2 separate regions of the Sus scrofa genome follow, and region 1 is linked to region 2. A link is a contact called in public HiChIP or PLAC-seq data. All regions are on one chromosome and are shown on one strand. The core of a region is the stretch at or near the end of the contact, and the rest is flanking DNA. Distances in the headings are between cores, read along the strand shown. Region 1 overlaps LOC106509690 (a long non-coding RNA gene). Region 2 overlaps MKL2 (MKL/myocardin-like protein 2).

Region 1 (5,454 bases), core at 1,672-4,171, 150 kb after region 2:
GGAGTGGTTGTTGAGTAAACGGGCATTGTTTTCCAAATAATGATTTTGAAGACCCTGGATTTCAAGAGAAAATATTTGTTAAGTGAGTCATTCTTTCTACAGATTACATTTATGCGGGCACACCTCATTTTATTGTGCTCTGCAGATGCTAAGTTTTTTACAAATCGAAGGTTTATGGGAAACCAGTATCATGTAGGTCTATGGATATGATTTTTCTGACAGCGTTTGCTCATTTCGTGTCTCTGTGTCACATTTTGGTAATTCTTGCAATATTTCAAGGTATTTCATATATTTTTTTTCATAAATATATATATTGTCTTTTTGCCTTTTCAAGGGCCGCACCTGTGGCATATGGAGGTTCCCAGGCTAGGGGCTGAATCAGAGCTGTAGCCACAGGCCTACGCCACAGCCACTGCATCGCAGGATCCCAGCCGTGCCTGCAACCTACACCACAGCTCACGGCAACGCTGGATCCTTAACCCACTGAGCAAGGGCCAGGGATGAATCCGCAACCTCATGGTTCCTAGTCGAATTTCTTAACCACTGCACCACGAGGGGAGCTCTTCATTATCATATATGTTATGGTGATCAGTGATTGGTGATTGGTGATCTGTGATGTTACTACCAGGCCTCCGAGGGCTCAGATGACGGTTAGCGTGTTTGAGCAATGAAGTGCTCTTTAATTAAAGTATGTATATCAGAAAGTTCTCATCGTGGCTCAGTGGTAATGAGCTTGATTAGTATCCATGAGAATATGGGTTTGATCCCTGGCCTCGCTCAGTGGGTTACGGATCTGGCATTGCCGTGAACTGTGGTGTAGGTCGCAGACACGGCTCGGATCCCGCATTGCTATGGCCGTGGTGTAGGCCGGCAGCTACAGCTCCGATTTGACCCCTAGCCTGGGACCTTCTATATGCCACAGGGGTGGCCCTAAAAAGCAAAAAAAAAAAAAAAAAAAAGTATGTACATCATTTTTTAGACAATGCTACTGCACACTTAATAGATGACAGAGCAGTATAAATATAAATATACCTTATATATGTACCAGGAACCTAAAAAGTTCTATTTCTTGATTTATTATGATATTTGCTTTATTAAGATGGTCTAGAACCAAACCCGCAATATCTCCAAGGTATGCCTGTATAGCAAAAAAAGATCTAAAAAGTATGAATATGTTTTCAGGGGTATGTCAGAAGAACAGTTGAAATTTGGGACTGTCTTTGGATATTAAGGACACAGTCATTACATGTGAGATCAGCTGCTGTGGCAAAGACACACCTTCGAAATATTTACAGAATCCAGCGAGTCAGAAAATAGCACACGTGCGCGCGCACACACACACACACACACAGATTTAGTGATAGAGAGACTGGGTGATTAAGACAAAGCTCTCCTACATTAATGACCCTCTCTCATAGTGATGACAAATTTCCCAAATCATTTTGTTGTGTCCGTTGAATTCATTCACCAACAGACAGCAGCAGGAACAGGCATATGGGACAATGAAAGAAATAATTAAGACCTTACCCATAAGGTTATCAGCCAGAAGCTGGAATTAGCAAGAGACTCTATAGCAAGAGGAAGGAAAAGTGACTTTTCCTGCTCACAACGGGGCATGTTATCTGGAAGGAGAAAAACATCACATACTTTTCAGAAGAAGATCCTGGGCTAGTCCACGCAGAAACACATATTCATATTTCCCCAACTGAGGTCGTTTACATCTACAAGCATCTGGGCTGCTCTTCCCTTCATGGTGACTCTTGATGAGCCCCTCCTGCCAAACCGCTCCTTCTTTTTGGCCACCTAAGCACACGTGTTCACTTCCCCCTAAATTAACTTGCTTGCGGGTTTGCTGGGGTCCGAGTGTTAAGTCATTTCACGTGTGCGGGCTCTATGGGCACCGCCCATCGCCAAAGCTCCTGCAGTTTCGCTGTGGGCTTGACCTGACTTGTATTTGCTGAAATGAGAAGGAAGGTACCTGGGGCGTAAACACATGGCGTCTCCAGTCTCGAGGCTGCTGGGAGCAGCGGGTGGGGGCAGGTACATGCAAGGTCCTTCTTTTTGCCTTTGCTACCCAGCGTCTGCCTCCTTTCAAATCTTTTGCCAACCTAGGCTTTACTGATCCCCCGTCTTGGGTCAGTGAAAATAAATAACTCACCTATTACACACACTCTGGGCGTGTGGGATCAGCACACCAGCCTTAGATGGTATGACTTCATGATCGCTTCAGGTGTGTACCCTCGGGGTTTGCACCCAAATACAAGGCAATAGATGGGTATGGATGGGGCAGTGAGGGAGTGTACGCAGAGCTTCAGGGTAAACCACCATAAAAATGGGTTGGCCAGGTTTTTTTCCCCCTCACCAAACTGTATTTCTTAAAAATCCCTGGTGGCTTAGCTGTTAAGGATCCAGTGTTGTCACTGCTGTGGTGATGTTCTATCCCTGATCTAGGAAATTCTGCATGGTGTGCCCCCCCCCCAAAAGACCAAAAACTTTGCAGTGTAATTTACATACAACACACAGCAGTACTTAAAATGTATACTTTGATGATAACTGGCATATGTGTATGTTGTGACACCATCAATGCAAGATTCCGGACATTCCATGAACTCCAAATGAGTTTTCTTGTGGGTATGGCCAGTTTTTATCTTCAGTTTGGAAACTTTTTTGGTTTTGAGGGAATTGGATCTCACTAGGAGCCCAGGGCTCACCTTGGGGTCACTGATGGTATTGAAGTGATCCCTTAGCACCCCCATCCCCCACTCAGCAAATCCACCCCTTCCGCAGGGAGAACAATCCCTCTGACCAACAAAAGACGGGACTTCCAGTATGACTCACCCTCAGTCCTGGGGCTCATACTCAGGCTCTGATAAGAGGCAGTCAATCTGTCCTCCGTTTGTTTATAATGAGTCACGCTGGAAATCAGGCAGCTCCTTTTTTTTTTTTTTTTTCCTCTCCCGCGTCACCGTTGGGCAAGACCCAGAGGCAGCTACACCCCCATTCAAAGTGCAGTCATCCTTATAGAGTCCGGTGACTCAATGGGGCCCCCTACCGGTGGAGACAGGCAGGGCCACGTCGTGGAGCTGAGGTCGGCCTTTCTCCCCTGCTTCAAGGACGGATCTCAGCGACTTCCAGATTTGCAAGAGGAACTCGGGAAAAAGCAGCTGAGTTTTCTGTGCATCCTGTCCACCGCCCCCAATTATTAGTGACAGAGTGGGGAATGAGTCACAACTTGCAGCCGGTGCCCACGCTGCAGCGATTAAGCACATAATTGCTTCAATGATGAACCTTCCTCCAACTGCAGTCCCCCCCACCCCTGACCCCGGAGCTTTTGACTGTGAGCCTGCAGTCTCGGGGGCAGGAATTGTGAGGGCCTGGCTTTAAAAAGACGATGCCTCTTGGACCCGGATTTAAAATTCCTGCGTACAAGTCCTGATGGGAGCCTGGGGGAGGTTTCAACTAGAATTAATATCATGATCAAGTCAACATAAAGTAGATTGATCTGCTGTTTCAAGGTACTGCGGCAAAGCCCTCTGTTTGGAGAACAAATCACCATAGCAACTCAGCCGCCCCAGTTACAGTAGGCTCAGGACGACCAAAATAAAAATCCTCACCAAATCTCAGGATTGGCTGAGAGCTGCTGTCAGACTTTCGGTTTCCAGCCGACATTAGCCAGCACGCATTAATGTTTCCTAAATCGCTGAAAGGGATGCTTTAAATAGTAATAAAACTATCCAGCCAGGTTAGAGAGGGGTTCTGCTCCCCCCGCCCCCCGCTTCTAGTTTAAACACGAGCAGATCCCATCGCCAAACAGCAGCATTTGTCCTTAAAATAGACCAGAAAAGGGCTCATTGTTACTTATCGTGGTTTGCTAGTTCCGTTCCAAGTTAGGGGTACATAGCACAATAAATGCTGATTTGTAAGAAGAGCCAAATCAGTATAACAGGTTTTCTGTAGGTGTGAAAGGAAAAAAAGGGAAAGCACTCTTTTCTCCCTCCATCCCCAGGACCTCAGCCCTGGGTTTTGGTTCCATTCATTACCTGTTCTCTCTCCTGCATCTTCCTTCTCTCACTGGGTCCTGGCGCCTTCCTTCTGATCACCTTGGCCTAAGGCTTGCCCAGTCTCGCAATCCTAAGGATTCCTCGGTGCCTCAGTCTGGCGTGTGCCCCAGGCTCCCTGCAACCACCATCCTGGACACCCAGAGCTCCCCTGCCGTGTTGCAAACTGAGGCCACCAGCGTTCCTGCTGCTCAACTCCTGACCCTGTGGGTCACTGCCTTGAAATTCTCCCCTGCTTTTGATTCTGGTGGCGGCATGATCCAGAATCTTCTTTTTAGAATGTATCCTCTATCATCTCACCTCCTAAATGTAGGCATTTTCTAAAGTCCTGTTTCATATTTGCTCATTTATTTTTTGTCTTCAATTCTCACTTCCCAGCAGAGGTCTGCCACCTCTTCGGTTGAGACTGCCTGACCATGGCTCTCGCAAAACTCGATCCTAAGTGAGCTGAGCCTTGCCTGCACAGTCTTTCTCCAGACTCTTTGTTTCTGTTAATGGCTTCCTTGTCTCCTGAGGCTTCAAGGCGAGGTGTTATTCAGATTCTTCCTAGGCATGTAATTTCCTTGCCGCATTCCCTAGACTGTCCTTTGATGCTTCTTCAGTTTATGTCCTTTCCATTCCCAAAGCTATACCATCTGAGTTTTGGCCAAAACCACCTGTTGCTTAGATTGTTAATGACAGTTTCTGAAATGGTCTTTTCACCTGCAGCCCTTCCCCCCAGGTAGCAAGGTATGGTAGAAAGGAAGGCGGCTTTGGAGTTGGGGTCCCATCTCTGCCCTTTATGTCCACGGTGACTTTAATTTCTTGATCCCTCCGAGGCTTCATCTCCTCATCTGTAAAGCAGGTGTCATCCCTCTTTCAGGGTGTGAGGATTTAATGGGGGTAACATATGTGAAATATCTAAGTGCTCAACCGATCTTAGTTCCTTTCCATTGCAAACTTACTACTGCCAGACCCAAGTCTTAAAACAGCCTTCTTGGTCACGTCCTTCCCTTACTCCAATGTTCCTTTTTCTACTGAAATAAGAACAAACTCCTCAAGCCTAGCACTTGGGAGACTCCTACACTATGCCCCCCGTGTCTTGTTCCCACTCTGCTGTTCACGACTTTCTTGAAACACCATTCTGTTTCCCATCTGTTTCTTTGCTTGTGCTCTGTGCTTGGACGTCAGTGCATCATCTGCATCTCTGTCTGATGAAATCCTAGCTGTGCTTTCAGTCTCATCTTGAATCCTACGTTCTCTTTGAGGCCAGCCCTGCCCCTAGCCCTGGATATGACTTCATTCTCTGAGCCCTGCCGCACTGATCCCTCTCTAGAGGTGTTTTTAAGACCTTACTTGCTCATGTTCTTTGTTGGACTTCTCTTTGCTGCACGACTGAACGTCCTTGCTGGCGTGG
Region 2 (5,337 bases), core at 491-2,990:
GGCTCTGGCATAGGCCGGTGGCTACAGCTCCAACTGGACCCTTAGCCTGGGAATCTCCATATGCTGCAGAAGCTGCCCAAGAAATGGCAAAAAGACAAAAAATAAAAAATAAATAAAAATAAAAACACTCTCTAACATCATATGTAAAGATAAACTCAAAATGGATTAAAGACCTAAATGTAAGACTGGATACTAAAAATCTCCTAGAGGAAAACATAGGCAGAACACTCTTAGACATAAACTGCAGTAAAAATCTGTTCTGATCCACTTCCTAATAAGAATGAACAAACAAATGAGACCTAATCAAACCTGAAAGCTTTCACACAATAAAGGAAACCATAAACAAAATGAAAAAACAATCCACAGAATGGGAGAGAATATTTGCAAATAAAGTGGTCGACAAGGGATTAACCTTCAAAATACACAAACATCTTACACACCTTTATATCAAAAATAAATAAATAAATAAATAAATGGTCAGAAGATCTAACCAAGGAAGACAGACAGCCAAAAAGCCCATGAAAAGATTCTCAACATCACTAATTATCACCAAAATGCAAATCACAACTACAACGAGGTATCACTTCACACGAGTCAGAATGCAAAGTGATGCATCACAAAGTCTCCAGACAATAAATGCTGGAGAGGGTATGGAGAAAAGGGAACACTCCTACACTGTTGGTGGGAAGGTAAAATGGTACAACCACTATGGAGAACAGTATGAAGGTTCCTTAAAAAACTAAAAAGAGAACTACCATATGATCCAGCAATCCCACTCCTGGGCACACATCCAGAGAAAACCATAATTCAAAAAGATACATGCACCTCAATGTTCACTGCAGCACTATTTAACATGGAAGCAACCTAAATGTCCATCAAGAGAGGACTAGGTAAAGAAGATGTGGTATATATATTCCATGGAATATTATTCAGCCATAAAAAAGAATAACGCCATTTGCAGTAACATGGATGGACCCGGGAATTATCACATTAAGTGTAGCAAGTCATTAAGTGAGGTAAGTCATAAAGAGAAAGACAAATACCACAGGAGACCACTAGTATGTGGAATCCAATTTTTAAAATGATACAAAAGAACTTACAAAACAGAAACAGACTCAAAGACTTCAAAACCAAATTTATGGTTACCAAGGGGAAACGTAGAGAGGGCAAGGGGAATAAATTAGGAGGTTGGGACTGACACATACACATGACTATATATAAAAAAGATAAGTAAAAGGACCTGTTGTACAACACAGGGAAATCTACTCAATATTATGTAATAACTTACATAGGAAAAAATTCTGAAAAGGAACAGATATAGGTATAACTGATTTACTTTGCTGTACACGTGAAACTAACACAACTTCATAAGTCAACTATACCCCAATAAAGTTTAGAAAAGAAAAAGGAAGTCTATTACATTACCACTCTGTGTGGTACTAAGCTTACTCCATGCCTTCCTTAATTTTGCTCTAATGACCTCTCTGTGGGTTAAGTATTACTTCCCTTTTACAGATGAGAAAACCAAGGCTTGGAAAGATTAAATAAAATTGAGAGATTAGCCTCAAAGTCAGGATTCCAACTTCAGGGCTCGTATTCCTTCTACAATAACACGACACATATGTGCCAAAACGCAAGTAAAGTTGGAGCAAATAATTGGGAGAGACAGATGATGCTGGGCGAGGAGGAAGCAGTGTGGAAGAGGAAGCTGTGGAAAGCTCCATCGGCACAATTCTTTACACACACACACTGTAGGTCAAGTGCATCGGGCACTGCCCTGGGCACTGGGGGTTCCACAAGGACTCATTCACAACCCCTGCTCTCCTGGATGGAAGGACCTTGTTGATCAGGCAATTATGACACAACAGTCGTGCTGAATGAGACCAGCACAACACACCTGCTCCAGGGCAAATGAAGGAAACCACCTTCTTTTACTGCTCACTTTAGCAAACACTGAGGGAGTAGCTGGAATTAAACTCCAGACCCGAAGAAAATGAAATCTAACGTTGTAGATGTGCTGCACATAAACAGGATATGTTTTTGACATTAGGTCATAATTCTTTCAAATAATGAGTTTTTATTTGCACCAGTTGGATTTATGTGTAGACATTAAATACATAGCAAAGTGTACTATAAATATACCACATACTGATAATACACTGTATAGAAGAAGTTACATAACTGCTCTTCTATGCCTAAAGCGGCTCTTATAGCTCTAAAAATGCCAATGTGACGATTTATTTTTTTAACTTGTTTACTGCAGACTTGCTTCAAATGAACATAGCATGGAGCAAAATGCATACTTAACAGTCTCCAAAGCGATGCATTCTGAAGTACTGCAGCTAACATTTAAGTAAAGAGGGTTCCTGAAATATTCATTGCAGTCCATCTAAAATTTTGAATTAGCAAAGGCTTAGAACACATGTGGTTTTTTGCATTGTTATACAAAAAGAACTAGAAAATTGTATTTGTTCCCCAAGTAAAATTGCCAAAGCCCAAATCTTTTTAGCTTCAACAACTGCATTTTCCAAGTGTATTCAAAATGAGTGATTCTCAGAGAATAAAAATTGATTGGAGGAATAATTTTAAGCTGAGATGATTTCCATATTTATCAAACACTGGGGTAAAAGCAAACTCTAATCTTGCTGAGCCATAAATTAGCATTTGATTTAAATGCCAAGAAGTAAATATTTATAAACAGATTAAACCAATGTTTTATTTAACAGATAAAAAACATACTGTACTCCTATCTCTAAGTTCTCCAGGGCAGGAAGGGGAGGTGAAAGGGAAAAGGGAGAAGAGGGGAAGGGGAAAATGGAGAGAAGGCCACTAAAAGGACGGCAGTCTCGCTGTTTTCTAGCTCTTTACTCTTCTTGATAATAGAAATCAGTAGAATTTAAATTTAAACAAAGATATCAAGCAAAGTATTGCAAAACTCATGAAAAGAAATGAAGCTGAATTTACTTGTCCAGGATATCCGGACCAGTTAAGCAACAGAGCAGGGACCCCGAGTCCTCCTCTACACAAGTCCCCCAAGTTTAGAACCGAGTTCTTCGGTACTTAATTAACCAGAAGAGAAATGCTCTTTTCTGAGGCGACCACGCCAGATAGTCAGACGGTAAACTGAAAAACTCAAATAAAGGAGTCACGAAAACTGACAGGCACCAATCTAAGACACTTTCTGTTAAGTTAGAGCGCACAGTCAGTTGCTTGCCCGTCTCCCGTCGCGGGGTCAGGGTCTTCTCTGTGCGCATGTGTTGGCTCTTTGGCACAAACCACCACCGTCTATGATGTCCCGTTTCTGTGTCTTTAAAGTGGAGCAAAAATGGATAGGATTTTGAGCACGAAATGTCTATATTTTTACAATTTTGAACACAATTTTTTTCCACTTCTCACCCACACCCAAGTCAATGGTATTAAGTAACATGACTTTGGGGTTCCACACATTAAACATTTTTGCATTCATATTTATCAGTTTACGCAATATTTAAACTACATACTTAGGCTTACCACTACTACTGGCATAAACACACTTAGGAACAAACACAGCTGACTTCTGGTTAGCACACAACTTAACTAGTGAGAACAGAAACGTTACCAGACTTCCGTGTCACCTCCCAGCCAAGCCCATTCGGTATGTCCTGGGACAAAGGGACTGGAGAAGACTGGTGAACCAGCAAGCCAGACAAGTGGGGTGTGGATAGACAGGTTCCACCACAAAACATTTTAAAATGGATGCTGATGCCAAGGGCATCCCAAATGCCCTTGGTCTCTTTAAGGTCTCTGGAGACTATTAATACGAATCACTTCTTAGAAATTATTTCATTACTAACTCTATGCAAAATGAGTTGGCACTGTCCTCGGAGACAACAGGTCAGAGTACATACCAAATAAAAGTTCGTGTGCAGTTTTTTAACAGCACTGTAGCAGACAGTACAATTAGATATGTTTCTAATGTCATTAAATATGAAACAATAGGAGGAGTTCCCGTCGTGGCGCAGTGGTTAACGAATCCGAGTAGGAACCATGAGGTTGTGGGTTCGATCCCTGCCCTTGCTCAGTGGGTTAACGATCTGGCTTTGCCATGAGCTGTGGTGTAGGTTGCAGACGCGGCTCGGATCCCGCGTTGCTGTGGCTCTGGCGTAGGCCGGTGGCTACAGCTCCGATTCAACCCCTAGCCTGGGAACCTCCATATGCCGCGGGAGCGGCCCAAGAAATAGCAACAATAACAACAACAACAAAAAAGACAAAAGACAAAAGCGGGAGCGGCCCAAGAAATAGCAACAATAACAACAACAACAAAAAAGACAAAAGACAAAAGACAAAAAAAAAAAAAAAAAAAGAAACAATCAATCCTCATTGTATCACAGTCCTTTCAAAACATTTGTGAATTCTTCTGTCCATTAAAGGCACTTTGGCATGTATCATAAAACCACCATTTCAATCAGCTGTGAAATTTTTATTAGTTTTATAATAGTTGTGGATAAGTATTTGTTGTTGAGATATAATTCACACACCATAAAATTACCATTTTAATGTGCCCAATTCAGTGATTTTTAATAGAGTCATGAGGGGTGCAACCATCACTAATTCCAGAACATTTCTATCATATTTAAAAGAAATCCCACCCCCATCAGGAGTCCTTTCCCATTCCCCTCTTCCCCCCACCAGCCTTTGGTACCACTAGTTTACTTTCTCATTTCTATGTATTTGCCTATTCCAGGCATTTTTAAAAAAAACAATTTTACTTCCTTTCTAATCTAGATGTCTTTTCTTTCTTTTCTTGCCTAATGTCTCTGGCTGGACACTCTGAACAATGCTGAAGAGAAGTGGCGAGAGTGGATATCCTTTCTTGTTACTAATCCAAGTGGAAAAGCTTTCAGCCGTTACCCATTAGGGTGGCACAGACTGTAGGTGTTTGGCAGGTGCCCCTTTACCAGGCTGGGAAAGTTCTCTTTTATTCCTAGTGTGTTGGGAGTTTTTATCATGAGAAGGTGCTGGACTTTGTCAAACGTTTTTTTCTTTATCTATTGAGATAGCAGTGGGTTCCCTGTCTTTATTATGTTAATATAGTGTACTGCATTTATTGATTTTTTTTTTTTGGATGTTAAATCAATTTTGAGTTCTTGTGATGAATTCCATTTGGTCATGGTATATGATCCTTTTTATAAGCTGCAGATTTGGTTTGCTAGTATTTTGTTTAGGATTTTTACATTCTATTTACAAGGGATATAGCTTTTATTTTTTGGATGCAGCCTGCAGCGGCTTCATGTGGAATCTCCACTGCCAGACCAGGGACTGAATCTGGGCTGCAGCAGTGAAAGTGCAAGTCCTAAC

The links. HiChIP or PLAC-seq counts read pairs in DNA pulled down with a chosen protein or histone mark.
Region 1: a contact with region 2 is called in an H3K27ac HiChIP or PLAC-seq map of alveolar macrophages. The contact joins two enhancer-like sites. A contact is called at or near these places in 1 of 47 Hi-C or Micro-C datasets (epiblast stem cells) and 1 of 2 datasets of contacts at active chromatin or transcription factors (alveolar macrophages).

What each region holds. Positions count from the first base shown.
Region 1 is chr3:29,258,565-29,264,018 of Sscrofa11.1, forward strand. It overlaps LOC106509690 (a long non-coding RNA gene), which reads right to left. Exons shown (of 4, transcript XR_002342411.1): 1 at 2,839-5,454; 2 at 1,528-1,622; 3 at 1-54. Among named protein-coding and RNA genes, the nearest start is that of MKL2, 21 kb to the left of the region's middle. Within about 2 kb of position 2,922, at least 47 of the 83 cell types and tissues checked have an H3K27ac peak or open chromatin away from gene starts, as enhancers often do. A contact at or near this core is called in alveolar macrophages, where this site is marked.
Region 2 is chr3:29,106,246-29,111,582 of Sscrofa11.1, forward strand. All of the region lies in intron 2 of MKL2 (MKL/myocardin-like protein 2), which reads right to left. Among named protein-coding and RNA genes, the nearest start is that of MKL2, 130 kb to the right of the region's middle. Within about 2 kb of position 1,741, at least 5 of the 83 cell types and tissues checked have an H3K27ac peak or open chromatin away from gene starts, as enhancers often do. A contact at or near this core is called in alveolar macrophages, where this site is marked.